Regions from separate parts of the Mus musculus genome. Here all the other regions are linked to region 2. The links are chromatin contacts, called in public promoter capture Hi-C maps. All regions are on one chromosome and are shown on one strand. The core of a region is the stretch at or near the end of the contact, and the rest is flanking DNA. Distances in the headings are between cores, read along the strand shown. Region 1 holds the start of Mcm10 (minichromosome maintenance 10 replication initiation factor). Region 2 holds the start of Proser2 (proline and serine rich 2). Region 3 holds the start of Ucma (upper zone of growth plate and cartilage matrix associated).

Region 1 (4,762 bases), core at 1,745-4,244, 1.1 Mb before region 2:
ATCATCAGCGCATGCACTCTGTGTGGCTCTAGAATCATCAGCGCATGCACTCTGTGTGGCTCTAGAATCATCAGCGCATGCACTCTGTGTGGCTCTAGAATCATCAGCGCATGCACTCTGTGTGGCTCTAGAATCATCAGCGCATGCACTCTGTGTGGCTCTAGAATCATCAGCGCATGCACTCTGTGTGGCTCTAGAATCATCAGCGCATGCACTCTGTGTGGCTCTAGAATCATCAGCGCATGCACTCTGTGTGGCTCTAGAATCATCAGCGCATGCACTCTGTGTGGCTCTAGAATCATCAGCGCATGCACTCTGTGTGGCTCTAGAATCATCAGCGCATGCACTCTGTGTGGCTCTAGAATCATCAGCGCATGCACTCTGTGTGGCTCTAGAATCATCAGCACATGCACTCTGTGTGGCTCTAGAATCATCAGCACATGCACTCTGTGTGGCTCTAGAATCATCAGCGCATGCACTCTGTGTGGCTCTAGAATCAGCACATGCACTCTGTGTGGCTCTAGAATCATCAGCGCATGCACTCTGTGTGGCTCTAGAATCATCAGCGCATGCATTCTATGAGCTTTGCTCATCAGAGCAATACTTTTTCACTGAGATTTTTCTTTGCACAAATCCCTGAAAAAACAAGCAAAATTCAAAAGAAATGACTACCAGAATTTAAAACGGATCTAGACTAAAACCATTTCAAAAGATTTCCACATGCAAAGTAACTCTGGAGTCAGACCACCCAGTTCAGTTCCCTGGTCTGACATGTAAGTTGGATGTAAGTGACTAAGCAGTCCTGGCTCCCTGCTACTTTGTGGTAGAATGAAGGATGAAATGGTAGTTTTCCACAAACCAAAGAGGAATCCATAAAACTAGAAGGCCTTACCATCCATGTTGTCAAAAGAACAGCTGAGATGACAAGAATAGAGGAGGATCAGGTAGGCGGTCCAGGAGACGCAATGAGGAGCCTTGGCTGCATACAAATCAGCATTAGAGCAGTCACTGGCCTCTTCTCACAAGGTACATCCACCAACCCCACCTCCCAGCTGCTAACTTAGGGTTCTCCTGGCAGCTGGCACGTCCCATCCCCTCTCCCATTACCAACAGCTCAGGGGCATCCCCTCCCCTCACATATGCAGAGCACTCTGTTGCTTCTACCTGGCTTCTAACTGTGGTTAGAGACCAAGCTACAGTGCAGTGTAAGGTGTGAGACTACTACTACAGACTCAGTGCAAAAAAGAACTACTCAGGCTGGGGGAAATGTTACAGTTATTATCCTGTTTTATTGTTATAATGCACCTGAGGTCTACTTTATCCATTGAAGCAGGAGAGACATAGCTCTACCACGAGTTAGGATTTGACTTCCACGCTAACCAGAACAAGTAAGATAGAAAGATAAAGGCTGGATCGATGGCTCAGTGGTTAAGAGCACCGACTGCTCTTCTGAAGGTCCTGAGTTCAAATCCCAGCAACCACATGGTGGCTCACAACCATCCGTAATGAGATCTGATGCCCTTTCCTGGTGCATCTGAAGACAGCTACAGTGTACTTAGATATAATAATAAATAAATCTTTTTAAAAAAAAGATAGAAAGATAACATTGAAGCTAGGTATGGTATCAAACTCCTTTAATTGCAGTCCTGGGGAAGGTGGAAGCAGGTTGTCAGAACCCTGGCCATTCTGCCAAACAGTGAACGAACTCTGAGAGAGGCCCCAGAGGGGAAAGGCAGAGAGAGGGCCTTTAACCTCAAGTATAGCTTGCTCCCTGGATGGTTCTTGGACCTGATTTCCAGCCTCCTTCAACAAACATTTGCATTCAATTTATAAGACATGTTTGTTCCTGTTGTATGTGGGAGCATGGCTATAGAACCCACTCTGGTAAAAGGATTGGGTTTTGGTGCACCCCGAATCTGGATATGGCCTTCTGCCTTGCTTTAGTGTTTCCTCAGATATAAACCCTACCGTGTAGGCCAGGCAATTGTGCTTAACTTGTTCTGTTCTGGCTTACGGTATACTTATTTACATTCTGCTGCTTTCAATTATCCTTAGAACCACATCCACAATGCCCGCCTGAGAAGCAATGGGTGGGTACCTTCTTCCTTGTTTCTATTTCCTCAATTCCCTGTGTTTGCATCTTCCTGCTAGATTAGCTTGCTTTCAGCTTCTTGAACTGTTTTCAGCTTAGGCATTTTGTCTAGAAAGCTCTTTTAGAGTACTTTCTCATCTCCAACTAGCTAATTTCTGAGCCTTTCTAGTCGGCCATACCCCGAAGGTTCCCTCTAGAGCCCCTCTGCCCTAGTTAACTGCACATTTGTCCACCACTGTGTGCTTGTTATAAGGATCCTCTTCAGAGTGCACCACCACTGTCCGGCAGAAATAAACTTTTAAAAAACAAAAATAAAAGGGCGCTCTTAAAAAAAGAAAACAACCGGGTTGGGGAGGTGGCTCAGCGGTTAAGAGCATTGACTGCTCTTCCAAAGGTTCTGAGTTCAAAGCCCAGCAACCACATGGTGGCTCACAACCATCTGTAAGGAGATCTGACGCGCTCTTCTGGTGTGTATAAAGACAGCTTACATATAATCAACCAATATTTAAAAAGAAAGAAAAAAGAGAAGAGAAGAGAAGAGAAGAGAAGAGAAGAGAAGAGAAGAGAAGAGAAGAGAAGAGAAAAGAAAAGAGAAGAGAAAAGAGAAGACAACCCAAAACGGGCTCCTTAAGCACTCGAGCCCTCCATCTTCCAGCCCCGGCGCCTTGCCCGTTCCAGCCTCGGCCAAAGGTCGCCTGCTCCGCTGGATCCAGATCTCGGCGCCTTTGCCCCTCAGAGCCCGCGCCTCTCCCTCAGACCCCAATCCCTGCGTGGATGCCCAGAGTTCCGGACACACGCAAACCCCGTGACGCTTACCTAAGACCCGGGCCTCTTCCCGGTCCACAGCGGATCCCGCCAAAAAACTAAATTGGGCTCCGCCCAACTCTGACGTCGACGCGTTCATTTGTGGAGGACGCTCTGATTGGCTCCACCGGAACTCTTGGACCACACAGATCCTTGGCTGGGGGAAGCACCGCCTCTCAGTAGAGCAACCTGATTGGCCATCTTTGTTATGGGCAAAGAACTTCCGGTTGGTGAGGCTGCAGATTCCCATAATTAAGATTCACATAGCAGAGCTCCAGCCCATCTCTGTAAGTTAACACTCAACTGGTTTCCCTGCTGGAAGTAAACTTATTGAAGTCCCAACCAGTTTTGCTGCTCCTATGTCCAGTTTAGATATTAGGATTTGAATAGAGAGAGAGATGAAAGTTTCTACTTTTCACTCTGTCTGACCTACAGGAACTACCATTTCTTCAGATTTTGTTTCTACACCTGTAAACGAGGGAAAGGCTAGATATTTTTGGACGCAGAAAACAATATCCCTAGAATAGTGCAGATTCAGGGAACTAGATTATGTCAGAGTTGAGAATAATTTATCAGATCATTCTTCAGTAAAATTCAAACTTTTCTTTACAAGTATTTATACATAGGTCTAAAACCATTTTCCAAATGCAGAATATTTACCCTCCATAATTCCAAAGACTTCCATGCACAGTTTTGTTGATGTTTAAGACAGGGTCTCTCCAAGAAGCTCTGGCCTTGACCTTTCTGTGTAGATCAGGTGAGCCTTGAACTCAAGACTCTGCTTCCCACCTACTGGGTTTAGAGTGCCTGCCTGGATTACTTTAAAACAGTATGTAGCAGGATCCAGAGTGTCCTGGGATTCCTCCTCCCTCCCCCTCTTCCTTTTCCTTTGTGCTGATGATTGGATAACGGGGTTCATGGATTCTAAGCATGCCCTGTGCCACTGCCATGGAGCTGGATTCACACCCCTGGCCTAGGATTCTTGAAACCTGCCTCAGCTTCAAGAGTGCTGGGATTACAGTGACCACACGCACCTCCAAGTGACACTCTTTAGAGTCTGAATTCATCCACTAGTTGATTTGAGATAAGACAGCATTGGTGTCTCTATCTCTCCACTCTGTTTACCCAGTGTGTGACTAGAAAGCAAAGAATCTTGATGCCTGGACACGGAGTTTTCTTCTTCTCCATCTCATCGTTATCAAAGCCTGTGCTCCTGGCTCAGGATTAGGAATAATTCTAGTATGAAAATTTCACAGTGATAAAGAGACTTCAATAATTAGATAGGCCAGTCCTTTTTTTTTCTTTTTTTTTTTTTTTCAAGACAGGGTTTCTCCGTGTAGACCTGGCTGTCTTGGAACTCACTCATAGACCAGGTTGGCCTCGAACTCAGAAATCCGCCTGCCTCTGCCTCCTGAGTGCTGGGATTAAAGGCGTGCACCACCACTGCCCGGCTGATAGGCCAGTTCTTGTTGGTCCTCTCTAGTTCCTTTCTTCCCTGTGACTTTACAGATAACCTTTGCTTCCCATGTGATTCCAGGAATAGGAAACAGTATCAATCTAAGTGTTCAAGCACAGATGGATATGGAGAGCTAAGCAATTTGTACTAATTGGTTTGGTGGCAATTTTGAGGAAAGAGGAGGAAGTGATTTGGGGTAAAATAAATTCAGAATCCAATGCCTGTGGGATATTGAGGAGAGAGAAAGAGGGCAGAGGAAACTCAGACAGAGGCTAGCTGGTCCCTTTCTGACTTGTACAACTAGTTGTTACTTGAGGTGATCCACTTTAGCAGGGAACATGGGAAATCCACATTTAAGGGACATGATAGAGTCCATTTGGTTTCATAATGGCATCTGAATATGTTTGGCT
Region 2 (4,696 bases), core at 1,561-4,060:
GGGGGAAGGGAGACTGTTTAATGGGGAGGGGTGATGGAAAAGTTCTAGAATCAGACAGGTGTGATGGCTACACACCACTATTAATATACTCAGTGTCGCACTTTAGTAGACTTTAAGATGTATATACTTTATATTTTACTATATTAAAAATGATAACTGAACAGGTGAAATGGTTCAGTGGGTGGAGGTGCTTGCCACCAAATGTGACAACCTGAGTTCTACACCAGAGGCTCACGTGGTGGAAAAAGAGAACCCATCCATGTAAATTGTCCTTTGACCTCTACATGGGCACTGTGGCACATGCACATATATGTGCACACATGCACACACACAAATAAATGTAATAGACTCTTTTTTCTTAATGAGAATCATTTCAGCACTTGGGAGGTAGAGATAGGTGGACTGGAAGTTCAAGGTGATCCTCTGCCAGGCATCAAGTTCAAGAGCAGCATCAGCTAAAATCTGACAGGCAGGAGAGAGTGATGAATGAGAATCGGGTTTTCCGGCACCAAGGTATCTAGTATGGTGATAGGCATTCAAAAAGACCTACCAGATTCTGCTCCAGAAACATAGGCTGTTAGGCTGCACAGACCGTGAGTACAACACTATCTTTCGTTAAATTCTCTCAAATTTCAAGATTGATGCTGTAACCCTGGGAGGAAGCAAGGGCTTTACTGAGAGGAGAAACTTCACTGTGGTTCATACAGACAAGCCATTATCAGGGATGCCACTATACAAAGAGAAGGCCATCTCAGCATGCTCAAGAGGCCTTCAGAGACTGGACAGGGAGCCATCTCTGTTGGACACCCATGAGGAAGCCACCACTGAACCCCCAAGAAGAAACAAATGCTGCCCTTGACCGTCAAAGCACTCAAGTTCTGTGATGCTGCTAGGATTGCTAGGATTCCCCTGGCACCTACAAATGGCCCCGAGGCCGCTGGCATCCATCCCATAACAGCTCAGAGAAGATACACTCCAACTTTTTGTTCCAGAGGATTTCCTGTGCTGGGCTCTGCTCCACCCAGAGCGTCCACGTCCTCCCTTCAGGTTTCAAGGCTGTCCTCTGCCTCTATCAGTTACCTGAGCTGATCTTCAGATCAACATAAGGTGCCAACTGTAGGCTCCTGAGGTGTCTCAGAACCTTGGAGCCGAGGCCAGGTGTCTCATCAGCCACTGGCGAAGGCAGGATTACCAGATCTGGTTTAATCAGTTTGGACCATATGGCTCTTATCTAGAAATTCTGCATGTGCATTCGCAAGTCAGGGCTCAGAACACTGAAGCTGGTGAAAGAGACCACAAATGTAAGGATGAAGGAACTGAGGGCCACACCACGCCTGCATTAAAACAGGCCAATCCCTCTTCAACGAAGTGCCACGGGGCTCTTCAGTTTCAAAAAACACAGCCCATCTTTATAACTGCCACTTATTCTAATTTCAAATTTCTGTTTTCTGTGAGAGGAGAAAAATGCTTTTAAATTATCAGGATCCAAAATTTTCCAGTGAGAAGCTCACTGGAGTCACTGTTAAAAGGAACCAGTCACCGAGAAAAAGGCTATTACTGGTCTGGGCAAGAAAATACAGAAGATTCCATACATACGCTGTCAAGCCTGGCAAGAAAGATCGTAGCCCGACTTCCACCCTTCCCACCCAGCCCCAAGTAAATAGGGCATTTGTTTGTATTTCCACATTGGCCGCACCATTGGCCGCACCAACGAAAGTACCTCCTCCACCTAGGAAAACAATCTGGAACATTCAGGCATGGAATATGAGGGCAAAGTTTTAGTACACACTGGAGCACCTCACAGAAAATTATTTTTCCTAAGAGTCTGTCCTTCAAGCACTTCCCAGAGTTTACACTTAATACCTGGTTTGGTATTTCTAGATCGTTCTAGGACAAAGCTTCTTGTTGTTATCTATTAAAACTGGAGCCAGAGGGAATCTTCCCACAGCGGGACTCGAAAGTTTTACTCTTTAGGGGGACACACACACACAAACCCCTCTTCATTGTCTCCTTTGCACCAAATAGGTTCAGGCAGAGTTGTCCTGTGGTTAGGTGCCTAGAGGGGGTTAGTTACTTAAATTTAGAATCCGTAAAACAAAAGTTGAGAAACTTTCCGTCTCAGGGAAACGCTGCAGTTTATTTGACTGCCTTTTGTTAAGCCCTGTCTCATTAGCCACATATTCGGTCTTTCTAACCCTACCGTCCCAGGTCTCCCGGCAGACCCACACAAACATCCCCGCGCGATTCAGTTACCTGCGGGGAACCGGCGGGGGCATGGAAAACCTGCCGAAGGATTCGCTCAGGATACTGGTTTAACAGGTGGCTCTGGCCATCTCCGGGTTTCAGCCTCGCAAAGGACACGGTCCTCACGCGCAGTCCGCTCCAGGAAAGGTAAGGGACCAAAGACTCAACTCAGACAACACGCCACGAGCCACTCTCGCTCTCGGGAAAACCCCTAGGTGAAAAGCCACACGTCGCGATCCCCGAAGCCCCAGGATGGAGGCCAACCGGTGGCACTGACCTCGGCGACGACAGAGCCCCAGCTGCGCGCAAAGGGCTTCCCCAGTTACCAAGACCCGGACCGGGAGCCCTGGATGATCCCGACAGCTGCTGCCGCTCCCGGTGTCCCGCGCTTGGCCTGGCCTCGCTCAGTAGGGCGGAACTCACCGAGCCAAGTCCCCTCCGCGGGTCGCAGGTGTCCACGCCGACTGAGACCCTCGGGGCTCACGCCGTCCTCCGGCCAGCAAGTCGTGCACGCACGCACGCCGATCGTCCCGGGCTGCCTGGAGCGCGCTCCCCAGGGCGTCCAGCACCTCCCCGCCGCGCGCTCTCGGCGGCCGTGCGCGCTCCGCCGCCCAGCGCTCTGCACCTCTGCCGCGCGTTCCTGGCGGCCGGACTCCAGTCGGCCAGAGGTAGTCTGCGCGTCCCCGCGATACTTAAAGGGCCAGCGCCCAAAGCCCTTGGCTGTGCCTGTCAGGCCTTCTCGGTCTACTTGTGAGACTGAATTGAGCATGAGCAATCGTAATACCAATGTGCTTTTGAAGTCCTGAATAAGAAGGGACTTCTCCAGCAACTCCACCACTAACTTTGAGAGTTTCGTTGTTGTTGTTGTTGTTGTTTTAAAGTAGAATTTCATTATGTAGGATGGCTTCAAGTTCATGATCCTCCTGCCTCAGCCTCCTGACTTCTGAGATTACAGGCATCCAACAACAATATCCTGAAGAGATTATTTTCATTTAATAATAATGACTGTTATTTATGAAATACGTATACTTTCAAACAAGACACATAACATACATTATTTTGTTTAATTCATTTAGACAATGTTTGTGGGGTCGTGGGGTTAAGTCTTTCTTTGTTTTTGTTTTTTTGAAAAGGGATCTCATTATGTAGCCTTGGCTGGCCTGGAGCTCACTATGTAGACTAGGCTGGCCTCCAATTCAGAGAGAGCCAATGCAGGCTGAGATTAAAGGCGTGTGCCACCACGCCAAGCTCTATTCATGTTTAATGAACTTGTAAGCATTGTCCATATGTGAGTTACTTATGTGATGTTCCCATATGTGTGCACACTGAACAGGGTTTTTAGCAGAGTAAACATGGCCAGCTCCTTAAATATTTATCATTTGCTTGTCATGAAAAATGTCAAAATCCTTCTTGCTTTTTTTTGAGGATTTTGTTTCTTTTGGTTCATTCATTCATTCATTCATCCACTCATCCATTCCTTCATTCGTGTGTGTGTGTGTGTGAGAGAGAGAGAGAGAGAGAGAGAGAGAGAGAGATGCTTCAAAAAGTGAAGGTCAGCCGACAGCCTTCAGGAGCTGGTCCTCTCTTGCCCTCACGAGGGTCAGAGTTCAGGGCTCAGGGCAAGTGCCTCAATCCAATGAGCCATTTTCTTGGCCAGCCAGGTCCTTTGACTTCTTATGGTTATTTTACAGAGAGGGATTTTTGAGGTCGACGAGGCTGAAGAAAGGCCCCGGTTTTGATCCTGTTGATTGTTGGGATATCTTTACCACCGGGGGGAACATTTCTGAGTAGCTAATAGTAATAGCTCATTGTTGTGGCAGCCTTTCCCAACCGGGCAGAAGCTAATGTTCTCAGCGAGAAAGCCAGGGCCATGGATTTTATTCACTGTAATGCTTGGTGTGGCTCGAATGACAACCTGTACCCCCTAAATGTTTGCATTTTCCCCATTTAATGGAAAGCGAAGGAAGTGGCTGGCCACACAAATGACTGGGTTACAGGCAGCTGACAGGGCTGAGCCCAATTCCTCAGTCCTGAGATCATACCTTGGTCTTCCCCAGGAAGAAGAAGTACCTGATTAAAGGGAAGAAAACTTTTTCTCTAATAACACACTGGCCTCGCCTAACTCCCTGCATCTTTAATTAATGTTTACAAAGCACTTTAATCTACATGCTAGTTAATTAGGCAAGCATTATTATTTTTTTTATTTTTACACAGAAGGCTTCCCCATCCTTTCCCTATCACCTCCCCACCCCCATAATTCCAAGCACTAAGCTGGAGGCAGGCAAGGGTTCAAGCGCAGGGTCTCCAGCCTGCATAGGGTCCTCCAGCTCTCCCATCCACTGAGAGTCAATGTGAGCCTGTTCTATAAAAACAGAAGCAGTCCAGCCACACCTGCTTGTAGCTATAAGCAAAACCCTGCAACTGGAAGTAGGCCCTGCTGATCAGAACAGTA
Region 3 (4,446 bases), core at 1,900-4,399, 1.2 Mb before region 2:
AAGGTCATGAGGTGGCCGGCCTGGTGGGCAGCTCTGAGGTAGAGCAAGTGAGAACTGAAGAGTTATGACAGTAGCTGCCTATGGTTTGGGATAGAAAGTTCTGAGGGAACTGGGAGATCATGGGAAGCAGCTCGGGACCATTTCTTGGACCAGGTCAGCATAATTGGCACAAATGTAAGGTTAAAAATGTGAGATGTACACTTCATTCTCATTAGAGGGCTCTGTTACTCCGCTCAGGGACTTCTGATACCTGGCCATTTTCTCCCAGGCTGGCTCTGAGAGAACAGCATGGAGTTTACTCCCTAAGTCTTTTGGCAGAGACAGTGGGTTTATGAAACTCCAAAGTGGATATAAGTGACCTTGGAGAAAGTTGGTAACGTTTACCCAAAGCTGACTGGTCAGTGACTGGTACGTGGGCTTTGGAGAAAGTCAGTGCTCAGTAAATGTCTATGCTTGGATGGAATGCTCTTTAAATGGGCACGGGCAGACTGAGGATCTCAAGGCTGCCACAAGTGTTTCCCATATCCACGGTGTCACCCAGGATTCCTGTCAAAATGGCTCTGCTCTACACAAGAAAACCTACAGAATCAACTAACCTGGGCCCATGAGACTCACAGAGACTGAAACACCAACTAAAGAGCATGCAGGGGGTGGGGCTGGAGAGATGGCTCTGACTGCTCTTCCAGAGATCTTTAGTTCAATTCCCAGCAACCACATGGTGGCTCACAACCATCTGTAATGGGATCTGATGCCCTATTCCGGTGTGTCTGAAGACAGCTACAGTGTATTCATATATACAAAATAAATAAGTCTTAAAAAGAAAAAGAGCATGAAGGCTGGACCTAAGCCCCCTACACATACATAACAGATGTGCAGTGTCATGTGGGGCCCCCAGCAACAGGAGCAGAGGCTGTCTCTCTGCCGTTGGGACCCTTTCCCCTAACAGGGCTGCCTTGTTTAGCCTAAAAGGGAGAAGATGCAGCTAATCTTCCTACAACTTGGTATGCACGGTAGGCTGACATTCATGGAAGGCATCCCCTTCTCTGAGGAAGCAGAGCTGGGAGGAGGGGACATAGAGAGGGACTGGGAGGAGAGGAGGGAGGGAAGCTCCAATCAGGATGTAAAATAAAGCAATGAATTCTTAAAATGTCTCTGCTCTAAGGCTCTTTTTCAGACAATCTCTTTAATCTGAGATGACTCCTGATGTGTTTCTTATGCAGGTAACTAAGTACTCCTTGGTCAGTTCTGAGAAGTCAGCACCTCTAGTTAAAGGCAGGCCAGTGAGAGTCCAGGGAGAGCCCAGAAACAGCCAGTGTTGGCTGTGCCTTCCTCCACTGGAAAACACTTGTCCATTTACTCTGCTCTTACGTTTTTGCCAGTTACATTTATTTCCCAGTCAAGCTTATGGAAGATATTAATATAAAGTCTCATGAGAAGGGAGCTTCAGGTGAGTGCGCTTCTGTTCCAGAGCTAATGCTTATGGGTTTGTCTTTCTTCCACCCTTTACCCCCAACCCCCTTTCATCCTTTCAACCCCTAACACTAGATAGGAGAGAAAAAAGGAGAGAAGGGTGAGAGGGAAGGAAAGAGAACCCTGAATCTAATTTCTTTTTTCTTCTTTGAGCATGACTAACAAACCACAAAGAACCCTCTTGAATGACCAATAGCAACCCACCCACATCTCAGGGCTCTAGCATTTATACACCCTCTGAAAAGTCCCCAGATTCCAAATGTCACACAATCACAGAAACTATCTACAGCTGGCAAATCCATGCCTCTGCTGGAGCACGAGGCAAATCATAGTCAGCTGCGGCAGTCGCTCAGAAGCAGCCCCGTATCCCACACCTGGGACTAGAGGGAAAACAGTCTTATCATATTTCTGTGTTTCTTAAGGAAACCAAAATTCCAAAATTGTCACTTCAAATGATGATCACTACTGGAAAAACTCCAGTTGTCCAATCCTTCAGCTTGCAGCAAGCTGGATGACCATCCCAGAAACACTGAAACGTTAAAGGGACGGTGTTCTAGTGCTCCACACAGCTCAGAGGACCCGAAGGGCTGCATGCAAGTGGTTGCTAAGAAGTATTTTTTTTTATTTATATTTATATTTGTGTGTGTGTGTGTGTGTGTGTGTGTGTGTGTGTCTGTGTGTGTGTCTGTGTGCTAGTATACTGGCTCCCTTTGAGGTGAGGCAAGGATGTTCTCTTCCAGTCCTCTGCGAGAGCAGCAAGCATAATTGGAACACTGAGCCATCTCCCCAGCCAGGTTATAAAGAAGTATAAGCATTTTGCTATTGTTGTCTTCTTGCATCTCCACAAACATAGTTTCGTGTTTTAAAGATGCTTATAACTAGTCATTAATATTAATATAGTTCATTAAATAATACATAGGTTGGCCGGGCGTGGTGGCGCATGCCTTTAATCCCAGCACTCGGGAGGCAGAGGCAGGCGGATTTCTGAGTTCGAGGCCAGCCTGGTCTACAAAGTGAGTTCCAGGACAGCCAGGGCTATACAGAGAAACCCTATCTCGAAAAACAAAAAACAAAAAAACAAAACAAAACAAAAATAATACATAGGTTGAACCTAGGGTCTCCGGCTTGCCAGGCATACTCCCTATCACTGAGCTATCTCCTTAGGCCAAGGGCTCCATGTTTTACTTTGTGTTATCATCCCTGGGAACAGTGTATCAGGTGAGGAGATCCCATAGAAGTCACCAGAATGGCCCTGTGGCTCAGTGAGCTTCACCAGACAGACATCTTGTATTCAGATATCAGGAGCCATTCTTGTCTGACATTTGGATGCAAATAATCTCTGAGAAATTCCTTCTTTCTCTGGCCCCATATGTTTCAGCCGTGGCTCCCAGCATCCTACCCCATCTTGAGAACATGCAAAGAACTCATTCAAACACGCCATCTGCTTCTCCCACTTGGACTCAGGCTGAGTATTTCTCAGAGCATCTCCTTGGGCACGGACGTTGGCAAGGACAGTTTAAAACTGCCCCTGCCAGGGCCCACAAGCTCCACTTCTGTGGAGATTTTTCCAGGGGCCAAAAACATCTCCAGTGTTCTGGCCTGGAGCAGCCAATGGAAACCACAGCCAGGACCCCTCCCACTCTCCCCCAGTGGCATCCCGGCTTCCTGCCTTCTGTTTCTCTCTCTCTCTTGCCTGTCTGCCTGACTCAGAAGTGAGGACTTACTGGGCAGCTGCTTCAGAGTACTGGGGACTTCCAAGATACCTCACCTTATTATCTGTCCTGTGGTTTCTGGGGGTGCTCTGTAAAGATGTCCTGGAGACGGGTCATTCTCCTGTCATCTCTCTTGGCCCTGGTGCTCCTGTGTAGTGAGTATGGGAGGGTCAAAGGGTGGGTGGTGTTAGCTACACAGGAATACTTACTACGTATAGGTAAATTTGTTCAGGTGGCATAGGTAGGAGGGGTGTGTTTAGTAAGGAAACTATTCTTGGTGTGTGTTTGTGTGTGTGCAAAAGATAATGTAATAGAGAAAAACAGCAAAGATAAAAAATAGGAAGCAACCCAGCTCATATGGTGGGTTTCCATCAAGACTGGATGGTATGCCAAGGGGCAGAGCGCCCCATATGCAGTCTGGCAAGCCACTGCACCCAGAACTATCGAAGCCCCACCGGGGCCTCTGATGTTGCCACCTTTCCTTGTGCCTTACCCTACAGTGCTACAGGAGGGGACCAGCGCTTCTGTGGGGAGCAGGCAGGCAGCTGCAGAGGGGGTGCAGGAAGGTGAGTCTAGGGGCGATCCCTACATGTGGGAGAGGTGGATCCTGCTCCCCCATCCCATGTGCGTGTGAAGAGCCCTTTTCTGGTTTCAGGTGTGAAACAGAAGATTTTCATGCAAGAATCTGATGCCTCCAATTTCCTCAAGAGGCGTGGCAAGCGGTCTCCTAAGTCCCGAGATGAAGTTAATGGTAAGGCTGCTGGATGGTCTCCCTCCCACTGTGGAAGACCAAAGCCCCAAGAGATTAAAGTTCTGGGAGCAGTAGTACGATATCTGGGGCCAGTGAGATGGCTCAAAGGGTGAAAGTGAGTGGAATTAAGTCCTTGGATTGCATTTGGTAGAAGACAACTGGCCCCAAAAAGTTGCTCTCTGACCTCCATGTGCACACAGTGGTAGGAATATGTCCCTAGTAAATTAAATAAATAAAAATATAGAAACGGTATCATATTTCACTGTCTGTGGGCCACTGGTTGAACTGAATGTGGCATCAGAGTAAAGAACTGTATAAAATAAACCACCTTAAGAGGACCAGGGGGCTGGTGAGATGGCTCAGTGGGTAAGAGCACCCGACTGCTCTTCCAAAGGTCTGAAGTTCAAATCCCAGCAACCACATGGTGGCTCACAACCATCTGTAACAAGATCTGACGCCCTCTTCTGGGGTGTCTGAAGACAGCTACAGTGTACTTACATATAATAAATAAAT

The links. Promoter capture Hi-C pulls out the DNA fragments that hold promoters and counts their contacts.
Region 1: a promoter capture Hi-C map of hippocampal neurons shows a contact between it and region 2, with 4 times the contacts expected there. The contact joins the promoter of Mcm10 here to the promoter of Proser2 in region 2. A contact is called at or near these places in 1 of 39 promoter capture datasets (hippocampal neurons) and 1 of 115 datasets of contacts at active chromatin or transcription factors (embryonic stem cells).
Region 3: a contact with region 2 is called in a promoter capture Hi-C map of pre-B cells, with 4 times the contacts expected there. The contact joins the promoter of Ucma here to the promoter of Proser2 in region 2. A contact is called at or near these places in 5 of 39 promoter capture datasets (the 3T3-L1 cell line, cranial neural crest, hippocampal neurons and 1 more) and 1 of 9 other capture datasets (liver).

Annotation. Positions count from the first base shown.
Region 1 is chr2:5,009,797-5,014,558 of GRCm38.p6, forward strand. Mcm10 (minichromosome maintenance 10 replication initiation factor) reads right to left here and starts at 2,995. Exons shown (of 20, transcript NM_027290.3): 1 at 2,909-2,995; 2 at 893-979. The coding sequence starts at 899.
Region 2 is chr2:6,127,375-6,132,070 of GRCm38.p6, forward strand. Proser2 (proline and serine rich 2) reads right to left here and starts at 2,811. Exons shown (of 4, transcript NM_144883.4): 1 at 2,668-2,811. It also overlaps the pseudogene Gm13384.
Region 3 is chr2:4,972,973-4,977,418 of GRCm38.p6, forward strand. It overlaps Ucma (upper zone of growth plate and cartilage matrix associated), which reads left to right and starts at 3,150. Exons shown (of 5, transcript NM_001113558.2): 1 at 3,150-3,337; 2 at 3,683-3,748; 3 at 3,838-3,933. The coding sequence starts at 3,280.